2 separate regions of the Sus scrofa genome follow, and region 2 is linked to region 1. Evidence: chromatin contacts called from public Hi-C data. All regions are on one chromosome and are shown on one strand. The core of a region is the stretch at or near the end of the contact, and the rest is flanking DNA. Distances in the headings are between cores, read along the strand shown.

Region 1 (4,230 bases), core at 568-3,067:
ACACACATCCTTTTTATTTTTTTTTTTTTTAAGGGCCACACCTGTGACATAAAGATGGTACCCGGCTAGGGGTCCAGTCAGAGCTGCGACTGCCGGGCTACGCCACAGCCACAGCCAACACGGGATCCGAGCCGTGTCTGTGACCTACACCACAGCTCCCGGCAATGCCGGATCCTTAATCCACTGAGCAAGGCCAGGGATGGACCCCACATCCTCATGGATACTAGTCAGTTTTGAAACCCACTGAGCCACAATGGCAACTCCAGGGACACAAGTTCAATTCCCCACTCCTCCTAAGACATCAGCCAGGGGCTCTTATGGTCGAAAGGGCTTTACTACCAACCATTACAAAGAGCACAAGGCACAGAACCTCAGGGATGTTACAGAGCCTGCACGGAATTAGCAGGAGTGTGGTCCTTGGCGCTGTCATGTCTATTTTCCACCTACTGCCATCTGGCTTAACTGACCACCTCCCCCTCTAACTATAATCTAAGTGGGTGATTCTAGACTTTCAGAACTCAGGAGAAAAGTTTTCTTAAAAGGAAAAAGGAGGAGGAGGTCCTGCTGCAGCTCAGCTGGTTACAAATCCAACCAGTACCCACAAGGATGCGGGTTTGATCCCTGGCTCTGCTCAGTGGGTGAAGGATCCAGCTTTGCTGCAAGCTGCGGTGCAGGTTGCAGATGCGGCTCAGATCTGGCATTGCTGTGGCTGTGGGGTAGGCCGGCAGCTGTAGCTCCGGATTTCACCCCTAACCTGGGAACTTCCATATGTCGCAGGTGCAGCCCTAAAAAGCAAAGCAAAAAAGCAAAAAAAAAATTATTTGAGAAATATTTTTTAAAAAGAGAAAAGGAGGGAAAAAAAGGCAGAAAAGAATAACTAATATAGGGTTAATTCTTTTTTCCAGCAAAGGGTAAAAAAAATAAGTGAAAACTCACCTCAGCCAGAATCGTAAACAAAACAGACTTTTTTTTACACACATGAAAATCCATCCTTCAAACTACAACAAATTTGTCTTTTAACCAAAACCCCCCTCGTTCCTTTTTTTCTTACTTTGCTGCAGAGAAGTGAAAACAACTGCATCAAGGACCCGGCCCCAGGGACCAGGACTTAACTCGGCCACGTTCAGGTGGTGAGCGGATACCGAGAACCACTCTGCCTCAACTATGACAGCCTTTGAGAGATCCAGTCCCCAGCAACATCCCTCCCCAAACACAGGGAACAAATACTACACCCGGAAAACAGAAGAAAGCCGGAGCTTGAACCTGGACTCCGTGGAGATGAGCAATTGGCATGGTACTAACTGATCAGATACTGAGGAAACAAGGGCCTCCTTGCTTAGCCCCTGAACCACTGCTAGCCACGAAGACAGACAGATGAGTGCAATACCACCAAGAAACGACAAATTGGGTCAAAATGCCGGCTTAAAAATCTTCACTATGCAGTTGGTTTCAACTGTTCCAAAAACCCAAGATATATCTGGACTTCGCTTGGCCTTAATAAAGAACAGCTGGGCAGTAAGGCTCATTCTTTATTAGTTAAAACTGGGCCAAAAAAGTGGCAGGAAACCTGAAATTGTGTGCGCACACATACACGCCCCCAAAATTTGTTTCCAAAAGCTAAAGCTATTTAAGACTAAAATTTATAACGCTAAAACCTTCAATTTTCCACAGTTAACATGCAAACAATAGTTCAAAAGCCTTTCTTTTTAAGAAAACCCTTTAGCAAACTCTTCTGGTGTCTAAACCTCCAACGGGAGAGCTTAATCCAAACAGAAATGTGGGTTATGCCTCCCGTTTACAAGGCAGCAGTACTTCACGCGTCATGACTGAAAGCAGCGGGGGAGGGGGCTCTCAACAACCGATTGACAGGGGACCTTACAATGTTACATCATCAACTTTTCATAAACGAAAGCATTCTTTTTTTTAACTTACGATGTTCCCTGCTGAGGATTACTGTGGGGTTTTGAAGATGTGTCATATTGTTCTGTGGGGGAGGAAAAAAAAAACGATCAGAGCAGCACAAGGACGAGTTCGGGAGACTTAGTTACAAATTCCCTCCCCTTTTTTGCTGCCCTCCCTCCTTTTCCACCCAAACGCTCAGGAGACTTCAGGGCTGTCGAGCAGAGTGCGACACTCTGCTTACAAAAGCATGCTCGTGTCACCTTTAGCGAGAAGGTCTGCCCAGGACTGGGAAGCCCTTAAAACACACACACTCTGAGGGCATCGCCTGCAGCACGCAGACCGCTTGCCGGCAGCTGCTGGGGGCTGCCGAGGCCCACGTGATGGGACGTCACACACCCAGCAGTGACTTGCCAGCACGCCCTTGTACAGCCTCTGTCCTTGGCCCACTGTGTCCCCACCTCTTCCCCCACTGCTCAACGCCCCCACTTCATTTATTCATCCGTGCTTTACAAACTGCCCCCGAGACACCAACTATTCAAGGCATTTGCCCCCGTCCTCGACGACGGCTGCTGGAGGGACATGGGACGCGCACGCGTGTCTGCAGCGCGAGGCGGTGCGGGATGAGCACGCGCCGCAGCCTCTGCATGGACGGCTGGGGGCTCGAGAGAATGCTCAGCCGCTGGTCGTGACCGGAGGCAGCGAATTAGAAAAGGGACCAAGGACGGAGGATCTCAACCTCTTTAGGACTTGACCCGGGCCAGATCGGGACGGGGAAGAAGGCCGGGTGCCGCGTGCACGAGAGGACCAGGGGAGGCAGATTTCGGGGGGTCCCGAGTGCCTCGATGAGACGTGAAAACGGGAGTCGTTGGGCAATGAAGACCCCGCCGAAGCAGGACACAGCAAGGCCTCAGGAAGACGACGCTGCTGGCGCCACCAGGACAGCGACAGAAATCTGGGGTGAGGAAAGGAACCACAAATGCCTTGTGGAGACCCTTGAGGTCTGCAGTTAAGCGCCTTATCCTCGTGGTGGCAGCAGCTCTTACACGACGTGTTTAAACTGCTTCCCCTCCTGGCAAGCTAGCCAGGCTGCGGCCACACATTCCTGGGGCTAAAGTCCACTCACATCCAGCTCCACGAGGCTCTGGTAGTCCTCAGGCAGCCGTGTGTTTTGCCCATGCGGACAGAAATACTGGGGCACATACAAGTAAAATCCCTATCCCTCCACAGACTCCAAAACCAAGAGACAACTCAAGACATCCGAATTGTGAAATCTGTCACAGTCCACCTTTCTGAAAGCTGTATCTACACATACGGCCCTTCCTCCCCACCCAACACACAAGCAGACCCCTCTAGGGTCCACCGAGGCCCCACAGAGGCAAACAAGGCTTTCGAGCACACAGCATGAAAGACCCCATGGCAAGCATGTGCTGAGCCGAGACCTACAGGAGACCTGCCAGCACCTGCAACGTCTCATCAAGGCCACAAGGAATCAGTCTACTCTACGCCACAGGCCTGGAAGGGGACCGTCCCCGGCCAAGAAAGCGCTCACCCGTTCCTCTTCAACTCCAGTCTGCTGAAAGGAGCTATCAGTTTCGAGGATTACAAGGTCTTTCTAAACCAGAAGACAGCAATCATGCAAACTGTGAGTAACCCAGGGGAGGGCATACCATCTGCATGGGGGGCAGCCCTAGCAAATGGGGCGGCGTGGGGGGAGCAGGGAGGTAAAGGGGTGCACAGCAGTCCTGCCCACGGCTGAGCTGGCGGCCCACCTGCAGACTTGGGCCACTTCACCCATTGCCCATCTCTGGATGGGAGTCCAAGGCATTAGGAAAAAAGATCTCCCCAGCTCCCAGGACTGTGGCAAGAAGGCTGGGTTTATTACACTGCCCCCCCGGGGGGGGATTTAGTTAGGGGTTACCTCAAGGTCTTACTCAGTATTTCTAGAGCACGGGATGGCAGCTTTTTCTGTAAAGGTCTCATAGTAAATAATTTAGCCTCTGCGTGTTACACCTTGCAGCAGTCCCAAGAGAAGGCGTGTGGCTGTGTCCTAGTAAAACCTTCTCTACAAAAACTAGCTGTATAGCAGATCAGGCTCCCAGCCTACAGGGTGCCTACTTCTGTTCTAGAGGAAGGATATTCCATTTCTTGCCTTTCTCATCTTTTTTTTTTTTTTTTTAAAACTCTCCTCATATCCTTGCAACTTAAACAATCGGACGATCAAGGGAACCTCTAAGGGAGGGAGAAGACTGAGATGGAGAGGTGTGAAGAGTCACCTCTCCAGAATGCCTAGGAGCAATCTTTTCCCAACACACACACACACACACCCCA
Region 2 (4,230 bases), core at 981-3,480, 160 kb after region 1:
CCTTGCTCAGCAGGTTAAGGATCCGGCATTGCCATGAGCTGTGGCGTAGGTTGCAGATGCAGCTCGGATCTGGCGTTGCTGTGGCTGTGGCATAGGCTGGTGGCTACAGTTCCGATTAGACCCCTAGTCTGTGTACCTCCATATGTGGCTGGTGCAGCCCTAGAAAAGAAAAAAATTTTTCTTTAACTTATTTTCTTTTTTTTAATTCCAGGCCAGGGATCAAACCACACCAGAGCAGGAATGAGAGCCACAGCAATGACAATGCCAGATCTTTAACCCCCTGAGCCACCAGGGAAATCCCAATGAAAATTTTTTAAAAATAAATACATGAATGCACACACACAAAGAATAAAATACAGAATGTAGAAAACCAACTTTATTACATTAATGAAATTAAGTTTACTAATTATAAAAAAGTCCATTATCTAAGTCATGTTTAACTTTCCTTTTAAATATCTTCCTTCCCCACAAGTTCCCTTCCTGTTTTTGTTTCATTTCTCATTCTTTCACCAAATAGCTACTACTTCAGTTCAATTACAGGATATAAAGACAAACAAGAGACTGCCTTTGTCCTTGGAGAGTTCACATCTCCAAGGAAAGTGTTGAAGGCAGAATTTGAAGATGGCCCTGAAGTTTCCCACTCCTGGTGTGTATTTGCTATTTAATTGCCTCTCTCTGAGTGCGGGCGAGTCGGACCTAAGCAGGTGAGGTTTTTTCTTTCTTTCTTTTTAGGGCCACACCTGCAGCATATGGAAGTTCCCAGGCTAGGGGTTAAATCAGAGATGCAGCTGCCGGCCTAGCCACCACCACATCAACGCTGGATCTGAGCCCCATCCAAGACTTGCACCGCAGCCTGCATCAGTGTGGGACCCTTCATCCGCTGAGCGAAACCCGGGTTGGAACCAATCCTCAGGAACACCATGTCGGGTTCTGAACCCGCTGAGCCACAACAGGAATTCCAGTGAGCTCTTTTTAAAAGGAAGATCCAGGGGCCAAAGAAGGAGGAAGTTGGAGAGGTTCAGAGCTACAGCAGATGCTCTCCTTTGGCCTTGAAGGAACGATTTGCTATGTTTCTGGAAAGAGAGGGCCATGTAACAAGGACCTGAGAGTGATCTTTGGCCTCCGGTTGGCAAAAAAGTAGGAACCTCAGCCACACAACTGCAAGGCAATGAATTCTGCCGAGGGAACTTGGAAATGGATCTTTCCCTGTAAGGCTCCAAACGAAGATATAGGCAGATACCACCTTGACTGCAGCCTGGCTGAGATCCAGAGCAGTGGACCCAGGTAAATATGCTGGACTCCTGAGTTACAGAAACTCTGAGGTGATAAATGGGAGTTGTTTTAGACTGTGAGGTTGGTGGTAACTTTTAATGCGTCAATAGAAAAGTAATACGGGAGTGCCCATCATGCCTCCGCAGAAATGAATGACTAGTGTCCATGAGGATGCGGGTTCGATCCCTGGCCTCGCTCAATGGGTTGAGGATCCGGTATTGCCATGAGCTGTGGTGTAGGTTGCCGACACGGCTCAGATCTGGCGTTGCTGTGGCTCTGGCGTAGGCCGGCAGTTACAGCTCCAATTGGACCCCTAGCCTGGGAACCTTCATATGCCGAGGGAGCGGCCCTAAAAAAAAAAAGGCGTCCTGCCCGAAGTAGAACCCAAGAGGAACCATAAAAGGAAAAGAGGACGGTGGGGAGTGGCGTGACTGCAGGGGGCCCAGGGCGCTAAAATGCACACATCCCAGAGTGACAGAGTTCACGGTAAGTTTTAGAAACTAGAAATACTTCCAGAGGCCTGAAAGTAAAGGGAGAAGAGTAAAAGGTTTCAAAAGAGATGTAGGAAAGGGGAAGAGGATGGAGTTCCCATCATGGCTCAGTGGTTAACCAACCCGACTAGGATCCATGAGGATGCGGGTTCGATCCCTGGCCTCGCTCAGTGGGTTAAGGATCCGGCGTGGCTGTGGCTGTGGTGTAGGCTGGAGGCTTCAGCTCTGATTCGACCCCTAGCCTGGGAACCTCCATAGGCCCCAAGTACCACCCTGGGGCCAAAAAAAAAAAAAAAAAAAGTAATAAACACATAAGACTTACATGTTGGCCCAGTGTGTGATCTCAATTGCGGGGTTCCCAGGAACCCTAAGTGTGCTCATTTGCCTCAAATCCAGTCCTGGCTCTTCCTCCAGCGGGCTGTGAGTCACAAGGGGTTGTTTCTTGGAACCACCGTTTCCAGGCTTCTTGCCAGGAAAATAGGCTTCCGGCTGGGTTTAGCCAATGGCTGGCACCGGGAGGAGTGGAGGCAGGAAGAGGGCAGATGCCACGATTCTTCTCCTCTCCTTCTGCTCCCGACCGGGGCTCCCACCCAGTGGCTGCACCTCCGCCGCAGCCCCAGCTCCCATGGATCCTGAGGGGTGGCTCTGCCTCCTGGGCTCCGGTAGCACTAGGCCGTCCCTCAGCCCAGCCTTGGGTGCAGCTATTCATTGCTTCCTACTGTTGCTTAATCCCCGAGGAGCCTCACCTTCCCCAATTTGGTCTAACAGCTCTTCAGCCTGTGCCTTTTAACTAGTTCCCTTATTAAATTCTCTCTATGGAACTACCACCGGGCATGAGGCTTCTTTTCCTAATTGCATCCTTACTGGATCATTATGTCTGACAGGGGAAGGAACTCAGAGACAGATCAACCTGACCATTAACTCGCAGTTCAGATATTGTGGAGCTCCATGGAGGCTGAGGCTGTGACTCTCAAGGGTTTTGCTCTCTAACAAGCTGCCCGGTCTCCCTGAACTTGCTGGCTCCTCTTCCTTTCTCTATTACAGTAGCCTGCAGCCATTCAGCATCTCTTCCCTGCTGTCTCTCTAATCTGTTCTCCACAGGGCTGCCACGTGAGCCCTCCTTAAGCCTATCTCTGATCATGTGACTTATCTGGCCCTTGCAAAGTGCATTAAGCACCACTTCCCCTTTCTAGACCCGAGACTCCTCAGACGAGCTCTTAAATCAGTCTTTTTGGCTTCGCTTTTGTTAAGTGTTTATGTGGTTCTACTGAAAATCTACCCTTCATGTTCACGTCTGTGTCTTTGCTTATACTCTGTCTCTTCCCTTTAGCTGGAATGCTCTATTTCTGCCTTTTAAAATAATATCTGTCCTCCAAAAGTTACTGATTTATTCATTCGCTTAATAAACTTGGGCAAAGTACATTCTGGTCTTTGGGACAGAAGGAAGGACAAGATGGTCCCTGACCTCTAGAGTAGGCGTTGGCATGCTTTTTCTGTAAGGGACCAGATTATAAATATTTTAAGCTTTGTGGGTCACATGGTCTCTGTTGCCACTGCTCAGCTCTGCCCGTGGAGCACAAAAACAGCCAGAGGTAGTACATAAATGAAGGTGTATGACTCTTCCAATAAAACTTCGTTTACAAAACCAAGTGGCAAGCTGGATTTGGCCCAGGGACTGTATGTAGTTTGCTGACCTCACCTCTAGAAACTCACATCTAAACAAATGGAAAAGGTAGCAGGAAATAATAATGAATAAAACATAGGAAAAAAAAAAAAAACACATGGGGAATTCCCGTCATGGCTCAGCAGTAACGAATCCCTCTGAAGTCCATGAGGATCCGGGTTCAATCCCTGGATTTGCTCAGTGAGTTAAGGATCCGATGTCGCCGTGAGCTGTGGTATAGGTCACAGATGTGGCTTGGATCTAGTGTTGCTGTGGCTGTGGTGTTGTGGTGTAGGGGGCAACTCTAGCTCCAATTCAACCAAAAGCAAAAAAAAAAAAAAAAAAAGGAGGACATATTGAAGAGAAAATAAAGTTAAAATTAAATTTCTCATAACTGGAGTTCCCATCGTGGCTCAGTGCTTAACAAATCCGACCAGGAACCATGAGGTTGCAGGTTTGATCCCTGGCCTTGCTCAGTGGGTTAAGGATCCGGCGTTGCCGTGAGCTGTGGTGTAGGTTGCAGATGTGGCTGGGATCCCGTGTTGCTGTGGCTCTGGCGTAGGCCGGTGGCTACAGCTCCGATTAGACCCCTAGCCTGGGAACCTCCATATGCCGAGGGAGTGGCCCTAGAAAAGACAATAAATAAATAAATAAATTTCTCATAACTAATGAAAGATGAATGTTTTCAAATCATAAAAGGCCAAAGAGGTAAGAAGAAAAAAAAAAAACAACAGAACTAGATATAAAGAGAAAACTCTTTCTAGAAAGAGGGGACATGTGAGCTCCAAAGGAACAAGAATCGTG

Evidence for each region. Hi-C and Micro-C count contacts between places; a contact is called where the count stands out from the background.
Region 2: a Hi-C map of embryonic fibroblasts shows a contact between it and region 1, with 3 times the contacts expected there. The contact joins two enhancer-like sites. A contact is called at or near these places in 1 of 5 promoter capture datasets (liver), 16 of 47 Hi-C or Micro-C datasets (alveolar macrophages, brain, embryonic fibroblasts and 9 more) and 2 of 2 datasets of contacts at active chromatin or transcription factors (alveolar macrophages and skeletal muscle).

Annotation. Positions count from the first base shown.
Region 1 is chr8:131,775,689-131,779,918 of Sscrofa11.1, forward strand. It overlaps AFF1 (AF4/FMR2 family member 1), which reads right to left. Exons shown (of 21, transcript XM_021101783.1): 8 at 1,933-1,984. Among named protein-coding and RNA genes, the nearest start is that of KLHL8, 140 kb to the left of the region's middle. Within about 2 kb of position 1,818, at least 16 of the 83 cell types and tissues checked have an H3K27ac peak or open chromatin away from gene starts, as enhancers often do. A contact at or near this core is called in embryonic fibroblasts and omental adipose tissue, where this site is marked.
Region 2 is chr8:131,932,166-131,936,395 of Sscrofa11.1, forward strand. No RefSeq gene overlaps it. Among named protein-coding and RNA genes, the nearest start is that of AFF1, 9.5 kb to the left of the region's middle. Within about 2 kb of position 2,231, at least 31 of the 83 cell types and tissues checked have an H3K27ac peak or open chromatin away from gene starts, as enhancers often do. A contact at or near this core is called in embryonic fibroblasts and omental adipose tissue, where this site is marked.